Regions from separate parts of the Mus musculus genome. Here regions 1 and 3 are each linked to region 2. A link is a contact called in public promoter capture Hi-C data. All regions are on one chromosome and are shown on one strand. The core of a region is the stretch at or near the end of the contact, and the rest is flanking DNA. Distances in the headings are between cores, read along the strand shown.

Region 1 (4,269 bases), core at 1,348-3,847, 2.5 Mb before region 2:
CATTCCACAAAGGCAAGGAACACCCTTATCTGGCTATCCTATACTCACTGCTAGGGAACCAGCAGGATAGGTCTCTTTGGAAATTAAAGCAATGCTCCATTTTCCTAGCTCCTCCTCAAGGCTTTCTTGAAGTGAGGGGTGGGGTGGGGGAGTGATACAATGAGAATTTGAATAAGAGGTGCAGCTCAGTTGGTAGAGTGAGTGCACAGTAAAGCATTATCACGGAGCCCCGAGTTTGATCTTCAGCACTGCATGAGATAGGTCAGGACATTGCTGGGCAGTGGTGGCGCACGCCTTTAATCCCAGCACTCGTTGGTGGGAGAGGCAGGCGGATTTCTGAGTTCGAGGCCAGGCTGGTCTACAGAGTGAGTTCCAGGACAGCCAGGGCCATATAGAGAAACCCTGTCTCGAAAAACCGAAAAAACAAAACAAAACAAAACAAAAACAAAAACAAAAAAACCCAAAAAAAGACAGGTCGAGCACACCTGTAACTCCTGTATTTGGGAAGTGGAAGCAGAGAGATCACAGATTCAAGGTTGTCCTTGGTTACCCAGAACTTCTGAAATCAGCCAGGGCAAAATGAAACTTTGCTTAGCTGGGTGTGGGTGTGGTAGCTACAAGCCTTTAATCCAGCACAGGGGAAGCAGAGGCAGGTGGATCTGTGTGTTTGAGGCTGGCTTGATTACGTATTCAGTTCCAGGATATCCAGGACTACATGGAGAGAGACTGTCTCAGAGAGAGAGAGAGAGAGAGAGAGAGAGAGAGAGAGAGAAAGAAGAAGAAGAAGAAGAAGAAGAAGAGAGAATTTGATCAAAACAAACAAATTTTCCAATTATGTCTAAATGTCTAAGAGTGGAAGACACTCTGGGTGCACAGCCTAGACAAGAGTGGCTTCAGTACTGATTCTAAGCCTTCCAGAGAGAAAGCTTGTTTTTCTTTGTCTTACCAGGAGAGCTCCCCACCTCCAGGGAGATGGTAAACCTCATTCTGAGGTCCAGCCCCTAAGTTATTGGCTTTGCTAGATTCCAGCAAGGGCCATGAAGTTGTAAGGGCCACACCCAATCATTCATCTCAGATTTCGTAATCTCACTTGATGAATAGGTTTAAGCAGCCTAAGAAGCAAGGTCCACTTCATCCCTGTCTTTATTTGCTTGTAAAGGAGCCAATTAGTGTTAATTGTGCTGGCAATTTGAAATAGCCACCAGGGAACTGATTCAAGGCAGTTGTGGGATGACCCCTCTGTCCCATCCTAGACCCAGCCATTACTTATGTCACATGGGGGGAATCAGAACATTGGGGAAAGACCTGTGGTCAGAAAGGGTAAGCATGTATTTCCTTTCTCACATACCCAGTGACCTGGATGTCACTTTTTGATACTGCACAGAGATGTGACAATACTCCTGTGCCATGGAGGGAGATACAGGTGTGGGTAGAATAGCACTGGATACATGAGATACAATTATATAGAGGAATGCACACAGCCTTCTTCCTTCCTTTTCTAACGGACCAAAGGCTATCTCTCCTTTACAGCCCAATTTCCTATCCCCACCAGAGGCAGATAAATCAATCTACTTAATAAGGAAGGAGGAGGGGGAGAGGCTCAGTTACAGCCCAGGATGTGGAATGTCAGATAACAGGAGGGAAGAAAGAGGGATATGAGTTTTATTGCAGGGGTTATTAATTTGATCACTCTTAATGTCCTTGGAGAGTCATTAGTAGGGATGGAATTTATATTAGTTACTCGTTTTGCTTAACGGATTGCTCATCTTTAAGCATGACGTGGCCCTGAATGCAACACACTTCACCAGTACTAACCCAGCAACAGAAAACGAGTGAAGAGATTCTGACCAACTGGCTGGAGAATTGTTCCGAGTCAGGGGTGGCAGGAAGGAAAATGACGGTCCTTTTCTGGCCCTCACCCACCCAAAGACTGGAACGCATGTTTGGGATGGGTTCAACATCCTTGAATATGCAAACTCTAATTTCCGCACTCTTCTGTGTTCGATGACTTATTAGATTGATTGTACGAAGTGAGCTGGGCTTTGTAAGAGTTTTTGCTGAACAATTCCCCTGCCTTGCTACCAACTTGGTTACAGTTGCTTAAATACTGTAGCTATTCCTGCCTCTGTGGCCTCCAGGGCTAAAGTGGGACAAGGCTGGTATTTTTGGTGACGAGGAAATCCTTTTAAGGGAGGTTTGGTGATGACTGAACTGGGACACAGGTCGGAGCAGGGATCCCATCAGCGAACCAGGGGCCATCGGGAGTCTGGTTCTGGGGTCTCCCCATCTCATATCCCTACCTCGCTAGGCGCGGCGGAAGCTTAGAAGTTGCTGCTGACCCTCGACGTTTTCAATGCCTGTTCCCCAGAGGGGGGCACTAGGGAGCCGGCGCCTCAGGAACAGGGACCCACGCGGGAAGGTCGAGCTCGCCCGGTGAGGTCACGGTTGCCATGGCTTCGGGCAGTGACGCGCGTCCGCACGTGACGCGCGGTTGCCATGGCGTCGGGCGCCCGGCGGCGCGGGAGCCCCGCCTCCCGGAGTGACGTCTGTCGGCAACCCCCCTCTTTCGGCCCCCCCGCGCCCCCTCCCCCCCGGCCGGCTCCCCGCGGCCCCGGAGGTTTCACTGCACAACAAGATGGCGGCGGCGGCGGCGAGCGGAGCTGGCGGGGTTGCCGTGGCCGGAGCAGGGGGAGCCGGGCCGGCCGGCCGCCTGCTGCCTCCGCCCGCCGCGGGGCCCCCGGCAGCCCCCGCCGCAGTGCCCCCGGCCGCCGTCCCGGCGCGTCCCACAGCCCCGGCCTCCCGCGGGTCGATGGCCGCTCGCATCGGCTACTACGAGATCGACCGCACCATCGGCAAGGGCAACTTCGCTGTGGTCAAGCGGGCCACGCACCTCGTCACCAAGGCCAAGGTAGTGGCGCTGGGGACCGCGCGGCTGCGGGCTGCGCTGCCCGGGGGGCGTTGCAGCAGGGCGGTGGGGCCAGGGGAGTCCGCGATTCCCCGGGGCTCGGGTCAGGGTCAGCAGTGGGGACCGGTGCTGGCGGGAGAAGGCAGGGACCTCAGAGCGGAGGGGTTCCGGAAGGGGGGGCTCCGGGAACTTAGCAGCTGGACATCGGAGAGGTCCCCAGGGCTGTGCGCAGGGTCGGGGGGGGGGGGTGACTGGAAAGGAGGCGTTGGAACTCTCTGGGGGCCGGCGGACTGCACGCCAGGAAGACTCCGGAACCAGCAATTAGGAAACCATCAGAACGAGGGCAGGGGCATATGAAATGTGGACCACAGGATGGGGGAGACGCGCAAACTGGCTGCCTCAGGCTTCCCAGGACGGCTGGGGCATGGGGCTGAGGGTGTGCGGTGGGGTGCAAGACACCGGGAAGAGAAGGACCTGGCACCTATACCAGAGAAAGGAATCCACGTTTGATTATTTAAGACGGGGAGATGGTGTCAGTTGTAAGCCTGAGGAAGTATACTTGATTATGGGAAGAGTCAGTGAAGAAAGCAGGGAAATAAGGGGGAAAAAAATGGAATGGACCCATGACCAGATGTCCCAAGGCTCAGGGTTCCTGGTGACACTAGCTAACCAAGGGTTAAACAATTTAGGATAAGATGGTTTGCTGGTTATTTTTAGTTGTCAGAGGGTCTGAAATGGTGGGCTTTTTAGAACTCGGGGTGGGCTTTTCAGTAGGGAAGGGAACCGTGGGATTGGCACGACAGAATTCCACTCATTTGGGCCCTTTGGTTCCCAAGGGATTTGAGGAGCTGTAGTAGTGAAACTGGCCAAGGTCAGTTAGGAAACCATGTATGTATACGCATGTAGTATATTTTTTAAAGGACTCAGAGGGTAGCACTTTTACCTATCTTTCTTCATTGAGAGTATCAAGGAAAATCATTCAGTTTTGATGGAAGCCACAAAACCCATTTGAATTCCCAACTCGTCTTTGCTCAATACCTCACTTAAATGGATACTTTTAACGTAGTAGTCATTCCTTATATTTAAAACAGTAGCTTGAGTTTTTCTTCCGCCTGGCTAATGAAAAACCTTTACTACCTAAGCATGCTCCTCCGGGAGACCCAGGACTCCCCTCCCCTCCTCCCCCTGGCCGCTGTTTACCTTAGCCTACCTTGTTTTGGCTTTTATAGCAGTCCCTCCCTGCCAGGACTTATCTGGGCCTCGTATCCTGCTTATTGGCAACCTGAAAGTTCCTTTCCTTGCCTCTCTCTGTCAAAGACTACAAGGGGCCCTTCTTCCGAGGGTGGCGGCGGGCAGAGTGATTG
Region 2 (4,517 bases), core at 669-3,168:
GAGGGTAGTTCCTCCCATCACTTAAAATATACAAACCACTCTTAGCTTGGAGGGATGTTAAAACTGGCAGAGGGCTGTATTGGTAGTTCTCTGCTACACTGCCCAAAGGCACAAAATGATTTAGTGTAGAGTAGGAGTTGAAATTTGATCAGGCATCCTGGCCTCGAAGCTAATTCCCTTGGTGACTGTGTGATGCAACTTATTGTCCCAGAGTAGCCAGTAGCCAAATCTTCATGGGTTTCTCTCCTAACATTCTCTTCTCTTTAAAAGATGAATCAGACAGTATTCACTACATGCAAAAGAGGCTAAGTTAAATGCAGCCAGAGGCCATGTGGTCACTTTATCCTTCAGTGTAAATAATACCCTACGATTTAAAACCCCGCTTTAACTTGCTGTGATAACCAGCCTGCATCTCATCCAGATACACATAACCACTGTGTCAAATTGTATCTCATTTCCTTCCTTATGTTTAACTCACTTTCACTCTATGCACATCCCTAAGTGTAATATAAAGTGTTCCACCTGCTTTAGAACAATACAAGTAATGTATTCTACACATATTCTGTGACTTGCTTATTTTCTTGACTCCATTTTGCCAGCACATATTTAAACTAAAACTACACCTGAATGCCTTGTGACAGGACATGAATTTTCCATTATCTCTCCTTACTTCTATCACACGTTTCAGTTACCTGCCTGACCCCTCAAGCCATTGTGCTTGCCACGCCTCCTTTTGCCATCCCAGGTAGACACTTAAATGTTTCTGAATATTTGGCTGTGGGAATTTCACCAGTGTTACAAGCACATTTTTGTTCTATACAATTAAAAACTAGATATGAAATTTTATTATACAAATTCATCTACATTTTATCTTGGCCAAAGTCAATCTATGATTGCTTGAGGATGAAGTTTGAGTGGGGAAAAAAATAGAAATTGTATGAAGAATGAGAACATCCTACATTGAATGGTGATGATTATTACTTGAGTACCATGGTCAAAACTCATCAAGCAGTACAATTTTAATAAATGCATTTATTATAAATAAATTACATTTTAATAAAGTCAGAAGATACACATCACTTAATCTGAGGGAATGGTCTTAGATACATAGGACGAACAAATGAGGTCCCTCAGCTTTTCAAGCCCTTGTGCCAAGCTGACCAAGAAAACATCTATATAGTATATCATATATCATATATAGCATATAGCATACAGTATAGTATAGCATGTCTGTGCTCAGCGCTCCTCTGAGCATTTCGAAGTGTCAGCATTCTGCTTTTTGTACCAGCTTCTTGTTTGGCATGAAAGTGTTCCAAAGAATCTGATCATATTTGTAAGTTCTTAGAAACAGTTTCTTAACACATAAAGCCCAAGGATTGCATCCTGGAATGTAGTGCCCACAATAATGACCTGTGCCATAAATGCATATGAGGTTATTCCCCACCTCAACATCTCTCAGGACACACTTCTTTACACCTAGTGTCCATTAACCGACCCTCTGTAGACAAATCAAGAGTTGGTATTCATAGGCAATAATTTAAGTATTTTGTAATAAACGCGTATTTTCCTCTCTGGCAACCATGTAATGAAGAACAATGAAATTCTTTTTGTGAGTTATCTAGCCTTGTCGACTCTTTAACTGTATTTCACATATAAATTAGTATTCATGGGCCACTCCACTGTCAGTGGCCACCTCACAGAGACTTTTGAGATTGTTTTTTGTGTAGTTTATTCTGGAAGATCTGCCAAATTAGAACATAGCAGCAATTTTGAAAAGAATCCAGTATGTTGATGTGAGAAGACTGTGCATATAAATTCTTTAATTATCTCTCCTTTGGCTTAATTTTAGCTTTGTGGAGTGAGAACAGATCTGCACTTGCTCCACTGCCACAATATTGGGTGGCAGCTCCAACTTGGCTCTTTTCTGGGACCGAGCTCAGAGCCATATAACAGCACTGTGATGTGGACACAGTTTCTCTGCTAAAGCCATCCATTTTAATAAAGTAAAGGTCTAACCCATCGAGCCTGGTTGAATACAGCTGTTGCATTGATCTCTTCTGGCGCTACAGTTTCTGAGTTCATTTCCTTAATCAGATTTTCCGTATGGGGAAAAGCACGAAGCTGCTTGGTATCTTCCAGCGTGCATGCATTCTAATTTCAGAATTTAATCAAATGGAACTGGCTTCCTGACAGAGTAAACAGAGCAGAATACTGTATCCACACCGGCTGCCAAGCTAGCAGCCTGAATTTATTTTTCCTTGCTTTGCTAAATGCATCTTGAATTTTCGAAAACATAGTCCAGGTTTTAAAAAATTTAGCATTTCTGGATCAAGACAAGTCACCGCTAATATCCCACCACAAATACATCCATTAAATTGCAAAAGTCAGGTAGCCAAGCTAATCCTTTCTCACACGCCCATGGCCACAGAAGAAAACAGATTCCATTTTTCCCCTATTGATCACAGCAGTTGTGTACAGAAGACCCTTGCTATTGCTAATCTAATCCCCAGAAGGGCAAACATTAAATAAAACAAGCAAGCAAACCAAGAGGGAACAGATACAATTTCTGGGGGAAAATGTACATAATCTTATGAACACAATAATTTCAGGGAGCCTGGGCATCTCTCTCTCTCTCTCTCACACACACACACACACACACACACACACACACACACACACACGCTATTTCTAACCCAGAAGTCCCTCCCTCAGTATCAAGTTCAAACATTGGTTCACAATAAACCAAAGGGACCATGACCATTTGTCCTTGGTTTATAGGTAATTTCATAAAACTTGCTCTTTCCATAAGTATGTATTTTGAAGTTACAGGTTTTTTGTTTTGTTGTTGTTGTTGTTGTTTTATTGAGACCCGGAGTCTGTGGTGGTTTAAATAAGAAATGCCCCACATAGGCTTGGGTATTTGAACCCTTGGTTCCAAGTGGATGGCTCTCTTTGGGGAGTTTGGGAGGCATGGAGTTACTAGAGGAAGTACATCAGTAGCATGGGCTTCATGAATACACAGCCCCACTGTAGTCCCAGTTGGCCCTCTCCACTTCATGTCTGGGCTTGAAGACATGACCTCTTAGCTTCCAGGTCCTGCTGCCATGCCTGCTGCTCACTGCCATGCTGCCCCACCGTGGAACCATAAGCCAAAATAAACTAGTTCTTCCATAAGTTGCTTTTGGTCATGGTGTTTTATCACAGCAAGGGAAAAGTGACTGACACAGGGTCTTGTATACCCAGACTGACTTCAAACTCAAACTCAATATGTAGCCAAGGGTGGCATTGAACTTCTGATCTTCTTGCTTCCACCTCTGATGTGCTTGGTATTACAGGTGTGTACCACCACACCCCCGTATGATGTAGTACTGGGTATCCAACCCTGGACTTTGTGAATATTAGGCAAACACTACACAGAACTATGTCAGCAGCATATCTGCAGCCACTGAGAGCGTGTAGTTCAAAGACCAACACATGATAGTTCTCTTCTTATATGTTGTCCCTTCTTTAGACATGGACATCTTCTTTTGGTGGTGGGGGGGGAGGGGTTGACGGGTGTGGTTTTTTCGAGACAGGGTTTCTCTGTGTAGCCTTGGCTGTCCTGGAACTCACTCTGTAGACCAGGCTGGCCTCGAACTCAGAAATTCGCCTGCCTCTGCCTCCCAAGTGCTGGGATTAAAGGCATGCACCACCACTGCCCAGCCTCATGGACATCTCTTCTTTAGTCAAATGAAACATAGCTAAGAGACTCAAATGAGTGTCAAATATTGGACTGTCTGAAAGCACATCGTTTATCTTAAAGATAAGACCTGAATACAAGTCCAAGAGCTGACTCAAACCTCTTAGTGCATGCTTCAGTATATACTTTCCATGAAGTAGCAAATACCTAAACCTGAATTTTGAGTTTTATTTGTGTGTGTGTATGTGTGTGTGTGTGTGTGTGTGTGTGTGTGTGTGTGTGTGTGTGTATATCTTGATATGTGTGTATCTCTTTGCACATGCACATACACACAAATACACATGACCTCCTTCCATTTTGAGTTCTGGGTATGGAACTCAAGTTGTTAGGTTTGTGTGGCAAACACCCTTTTTCTGTTTAATTTAAAAAGTAAACAGTAAGTCATCCTGTCTTATTCTGCACCATGACATTTTGTCTTTTCATTTTTTAAATTTTAGAAAGCCTCAGGAGTAACGTGTGATTGCAACAGTTGTAACGGACTGAGAATAGGCTCTCAGTGTCTTCATTTAAAGAGATCCTTTCGGGAGTTCAGGATCTCGGCACATGTGAGCCAGGAGCTGGGGAACAGCACCAACCTCCTCTACAATGCTCTTTTTAAGACTAATTTACTTGTGTGGGTATGTCTGTGGATGTTGTAAGCATGTGTTCACAGAAGTCACATGACTCTTGGCTTCCTTGGTGCTTGCTGGACACCTGGTTTGTTACGTAAGTGCTGGGATCCAAACTCTAACCACTGAGCTTTCCCCCTAACCCCTATGTTGATTCCTGTACTGAACCA
Region 3 (4,666 bases), core at 564-3,063, 2.2 Mb before region 2:
ATCCAGATAAGGAACTGAGCCATCCACACGATGAAGGAGGGCTTCTAAAAAAATCCTGTACAGAACAAACTGTGTGCCTTCCTCATCATACAGTCCCTACCTCCTGACTCTCAGGGTGGAACTGACTTTTGGTTGGAATGAAATAGATGCTCGTGATGGAACGTTGTTGGTCTGGCGTGACTCTCATTGGACCATGTCTGAGAGCAATTGTTTCCCCTCTGTCTCAGAACACACCCACCATCCACTTGTACCCCTCACTTGCTCTTTCTGTCTCTTTTCCATTCTTGGTCCACTCTGGGCGAGTTCTGCCGTAGGACTCCTGGCTAGACAATGGCTGTCACATTTGATGGGGTTGGGTGGGGAGGAGGCTGTCTTGTTCCACAGTCTACGGATCACAGGACAGCGTGGATTAATTCTCGCAGCCTGGTGCTGGCTGTTACAGTTGGTCCACGGAGAGGAACTCCTGTCTCCCCAGGGCTGTCATGAGAGCTTTTGTTGGAAGGGAGCAGGAGGAGAGCATGATGCAGAGAACATGTGATGGAGTGTGTAATGGGGAAACATGCTCTCCCTGAAATCCCTGAAGGATCCCCTTACCCTTGGTCCCATGTTCCAGATTCCTCATGCCTGCTTGACTCTCTTCTTGGGATTGATAAAAACTCTCTCTTTGAGACAGATCTCACTACAGAGTATTTGCTGGCCTGGAATACATTATGTAGATCAGGTTAGCCTCACATTAATAGAGATCAACTTGCCTCTGTCTCCTAAGTACTAGGGTTAACAACATGCTCGGAGACCTAAGAACTCTTAACTCTCTTTCGTATACACACTCACTCAGATATCAAAGATCGCCAGGGACCAGTGAAACAAGACAGGGGCGGGGAAGGAAAGCCCAGCTCAGCACCCTTTCTTCCCAGCTCAGCCTTCTCTGCACAGGATGCTCGATACCTCCCCACTACAGATCCTCTGTGAAGCTGCACTCCACGCAACCACACCCTTGTTACCCTCAATCCTGTAGATAGAGTCAGTGTCAGCCATGTGACTGGGTTGTGGTCCAAGACTTAGAGAGGAAGCGCTAGAAAGGAAATTTGAAAAAACCCGATAAAGTAGGGTGTTTTGTTAGGAAACAAGGAGAGATTAAGACAGCGAATGCGGTGGGGGGAATGAGAAAAATGAGTAAAAAGAAGAGCAGTGTATTTAGAGTTAGGGGCGGTGTTTAAAAGGACAGAAGTGAGGAGCTGGGGGAAAGAGAGTCAGGGAGGGGAGAAGCTAGATAACAGGAGAGGGGACCCAGGCAAGGTCTGGCCACAGTTTTTTTTTTTTAATTATTTATTTTATTTATTATATGTAACTATACTGTAGCTGTCTTCAGACACTCCAGAAGAGGGAGTCAGATCTCCTTACCGATGGTTGTGAGCCACCATGTGGTTGTTGGGATTTGAACTCGGAACTTTGGACCTTTGGAAGACCAGTCGGGTGCTCTTACCCACTGAGCCATCTCACCAGCCCGTGGGGGCACAGCCTAGGCGATTCCAAAGCAACCGGGGCATTTTACATAGACCTGGAGTCCTGGGGACAAACAGGCTACCCGTATAGAGAAGCCACAACTAGCGAGCTACTCACGAGTAGCTGTCTTCAGACACACCAGAAGAGGGCGTCAGACCCCATTATGAATGGTTGTGAGCCAACATGTGATTGTTGGGATTTGAACTCAGGATCTTTGGAAGAGCAGTCAGTGCTCTTACCCGATGAGCCATCTCTCCAGCCCAGTGTGGGTCTTCTCTAGTTACGGAAGTGCAGTCTAGGAACCGGAAGTCTTTGTCAGAGACTGACCTAGGAAACGCAGGGTCTGCGGCCTCTTTAAGAAGGGGCGGGAACAGGGGCTGGAGGAAGTGAGGTCGCAGGGGCCGCGGAAGCCGGAAGCCGCCGCGGGAGCAACGCGTGGGGAGATGTCTGCCAGCGGGGCTGTGCAGCCGGGACACCCGGGGGCCGCCGTCGGGCCCTCGCCCGCTGCGGCTGCGTCACCAGCCACCGGGCCTTTGTTCCGGCCCCTCAGCGCCGAGGATGAGGAGCAACAGCCCACCGAGATCGAGTCACTGTGCATGAACTGTTACCGGAACGTGAGTCTGAGCCCGGGGAACCACCCAGCCGTGCACCCAGAGGCAGCTCTGGCGTACAGGGTGTAAACAAGCTGAAGTCATTCTCCCCAACGCCGCTTCTGCTTCCCTAGGGCACGACGCGACTTCTGCTCACCAAGATCCCCTTCTTTAGAGAAATCATCGTGAGCTCCTTTTCCTGCGAACACTGTGGCTGGAACAACACGGAGATCCAGTCTGCAGGCAGGATCCAGGACCAGGGAGTGCGCTACACCTTGACCGTGAGAAGCCAAGAGGTGAGCGCAGACCAGAGAAGGTACCCCCACGGTTTCAGAGAGCGCACTGGGGGTCAGAGCCCCCAATCGGACCATCAGCCCTTCACCAGACCTGTCCCAAGCCCTTAGTGTCGTCCTTTGACAGTGGTGTCGGTGGTGCTGGCCTCGGTTCTGCTGCTTTGAGTGGTGAACGTGCTTTGCGAATTTTGTGGGAGTGATGGGATTTATGTGGAAGAGCTGGGCTTTGTGGGTGGTGTTCTTACCTTCTGGGTAGTCAGGCTGACACCATGTGTACTATCCTGAAGTAGTTTGGACTCTTCTGAATGGAAGGCGGGAAGAAGAAAGATCTGGGTTGGCATCTGATGGAGAGATGGTCTGGTTATTTCCCAAGCTTTATTGCTGACCTCTTTAGCTAGAACGGTTTGCTTTCTGTCCAGGACATGAACAGAGAAGTGGTAAAGACAGACTCTGCCACCACAAGGATCCCCGAGCTGGATTTTGAGATTCCAGCCTTCAGCCAGAAGGGAGGTGAGTTTTAAGATCAGGTGTGTGAGGTGTGTGAGCTGTTCACAAGCTGAGATGTTTCCTATTTTCTTTCAAAGCCTGGTCCAGGTCACGCCTAGTGGCTTGTGTTTGGTCATTTAATTATAGTGGATTTTCATGTTTTAATGTGAGTAAAAAGTTATAGTTAATCTCTCTCTCTCTTTTGTTTTGTTTTGTTTTGTTTTGTTGGTTTTTAGGGTTTCCCTATGTAGCCCTGGCTGTCCTGGAACTCACTCTGTAGACTAGGCTGGCCTCAAACTCGGAAATCTGCCTGCCTCTGCCTCCCAAGTGCTGGGATCAAAGGCCTGCACCACCACTGCCCGTCTAATTAAATCTCTTAAGAGTCCAGTAGTGAGACAGACCACGGTGTGCTTAGTTTAGAGCTTTATAGATGAGGAGAAGGAGGCCTGCAGAGTTCAGGGAAAGTGTTGAGGGTCACACAGACAAGTGATAGCACGTCAGCACTCACTTGTCTCATGTTTCATTTACCACAAGCTCTGACCACTGTTGAAGGACTCATCAGCCGTGCGATCTCTGGCCTGGAACAGGATCAGCCCACACGACGGGTGAGTAGGGATGAGTCAAACTGTATCAGACCAAATGTTGGGGAACTTTTTGATTGAGCACATAAAGGAGCTAGTTCTCCATGTTGTGCTGTCCCCAGCCCACGTCTCGGTGTGCCCTCCTGCACTTCAGATAATGTCACATTATCTTGAAGAGTCTTCGGCTTCTCTACAGCTTCCTGAGGATTCTTTTATATCTGTACTTGTTATTATAGAAATAATGTCATTGCACATTGCTGCTGTCTGTCTCTAACTGGCTAGAGAGGCATAACAGAATTTTGGATTTTTAAAGGAATTTCTTTTTAATTATGTGTTATGTGCCCGTGTGATGTAAGATGTAAATGTGATGGCAGATACCTTTGTGAGCCAGAAGCAACAGTTCCCCACTGTTACAACAGTTCCCCACTGAGACGAAGTTACAGTGCAGTGGAATAATAAATAAGAAAATAAGCCCGCCTCCTAACCCCCAGCATCGTTTATAAACTTCAGATGAGCTTCTTGTGTCTCACTATAAAATTCAGGTCCCTGTGCTCCCAGTCTAAGTGGATGTTAAGGATCTGACTGGAGGGATATGGCTGTTGGAGGGTTGGGGTGTGGGGTGTACTGCCAAGTCTGCAGTTTTCATCCTGTTCCTGACAGGCAGTGGAAGGTGCCATCGCAGAGAGAATTGATGAGTTCATTGGCAAACTGAAGGACCTAAAGCAAATGGCTTCCCCTTTCACACTGGTAAGTACTGGGCTACTGCAGCCACTTTCAGTGTAAGGAGGAGGCGAGCATCCCTTGGCACTGACTGATGCTGGTAACCATGGAGCTTGGCAAGTGGAAGAGGTAAGAAGATCAAGAGTTTGGACTCATCCTTGACTTCATAGCACGGTATAGGCCAGGCTAGGCTATGCTGAAGCCCAACCTAAAGATAAAAAAGTGGAGCAGGATTTTTCTAGTGTGTTCTGGCGCTGGATGGAAGTTATATATGGTTTATCTTACTCTCTCCTCTCTTATTTGTCAGGTCATTGATGATCCCTCGGGAAACAGCTTTGTAGAAAACCCACATGCTCCCCAGAAAGATAATGCCTTGGTGATCACATACTATGACCGAACCCCACAGCAAGCTGAGATGCTGGGGCTCCAAGTAAGTGGACTGATTAAGTCAGAGGGATGCTCTGGGGCTGCCCTGTGTTCTGGGTCCTGAAGT

What was found. Promoter capture Hi-C pulls out the DNA fragments that hold promoters and counts their contacts.
Region 1: a promoter capture Hi-C map of hippocampal neurons shows a contact between it and region 2, with 2.2 times the contacts expected there. The contact joins the promoter of Sik3 here to the enhancer-like site in region 2. A contact is called at or near these places in 3 of 39 promoter capture datasets (the 3T3-L1 cell line, hippocampal neurons and pre-B cells) and 3 of 115 datasets of contacts at active chromatin or transcription factors (extraembryonic endoderm stem cells, large pre-B cells and pro-B cells).
Region 3: a promoter capture Hi-C map of hippocampal neurons shows a contact between it and region 2, with 2.9 times the contacts expected there. The contact joins the promoter of Zpr1 here to the enhancer-like site in region 2. A contact is called at or near these places in 8 of 39 promoter capture datasets (the C10 cell line, cranial neural crest, embryonic stem cells and 4 more), 4 of 115 datasets of contacts at active chromatin or transcription factors (astrocytes, differentiating embryonic stem cells, embryonic stem cells and 1 more) and 2 of 9 other capture datasets (adipose tissue and liver).

Annotation. Positions count from the first base shown.
Region 1 is chr9:46,010,223-46,014,491 of GRCm38.p6, forward strand. Sik3 (SIK family kinase 3) reads left to right here and starts at 2,598. Exons shown (of 25, transcript NM_027498.3): 1 at 2,598-2,908. The coding sequence starts at 2,636. It also overlaps a transcript of Pafah1b2 not described here.
Region 2 is chr9:48,503,038-48,507,554 of GRCm38.p6, forward strand. No RefSeq gene overlaps it. Among named protein-coding and RNA genes, the nearest start is that of Gm5617, 10 kb to the left of the region's middle. Within about 2 kb of position 1,919, at least 16 of the 459 cell types and tissues checked have an H3K27ac peak or open chromatin away from gene starts, as enhancers often do. A contact at or near this core is called in hippocampal neurons, where this site is marked.
Region 3 is chr9:46,271,251-46,275,916 of GRCm38.p6, forward strand. Zpr1 (ZPR1 zinc finger) reads left to right here and starts at 1,814. Exons shown (of 14, transcript NM_011752.2): 1 at 1,814-2,117; 2 at 2,228-2,389; 3 at 2,806-2,896; 4 at 3,407-3,477; 5 at 4,114-4,200; 6 at 4,481-4,603. The coding sequence starts at 1,947. It overlaps Apoa5 (apolipoprotein A-V), which reads left to right. Exons shown (of 4, transcript NM_080434.4): 4 at 1-671.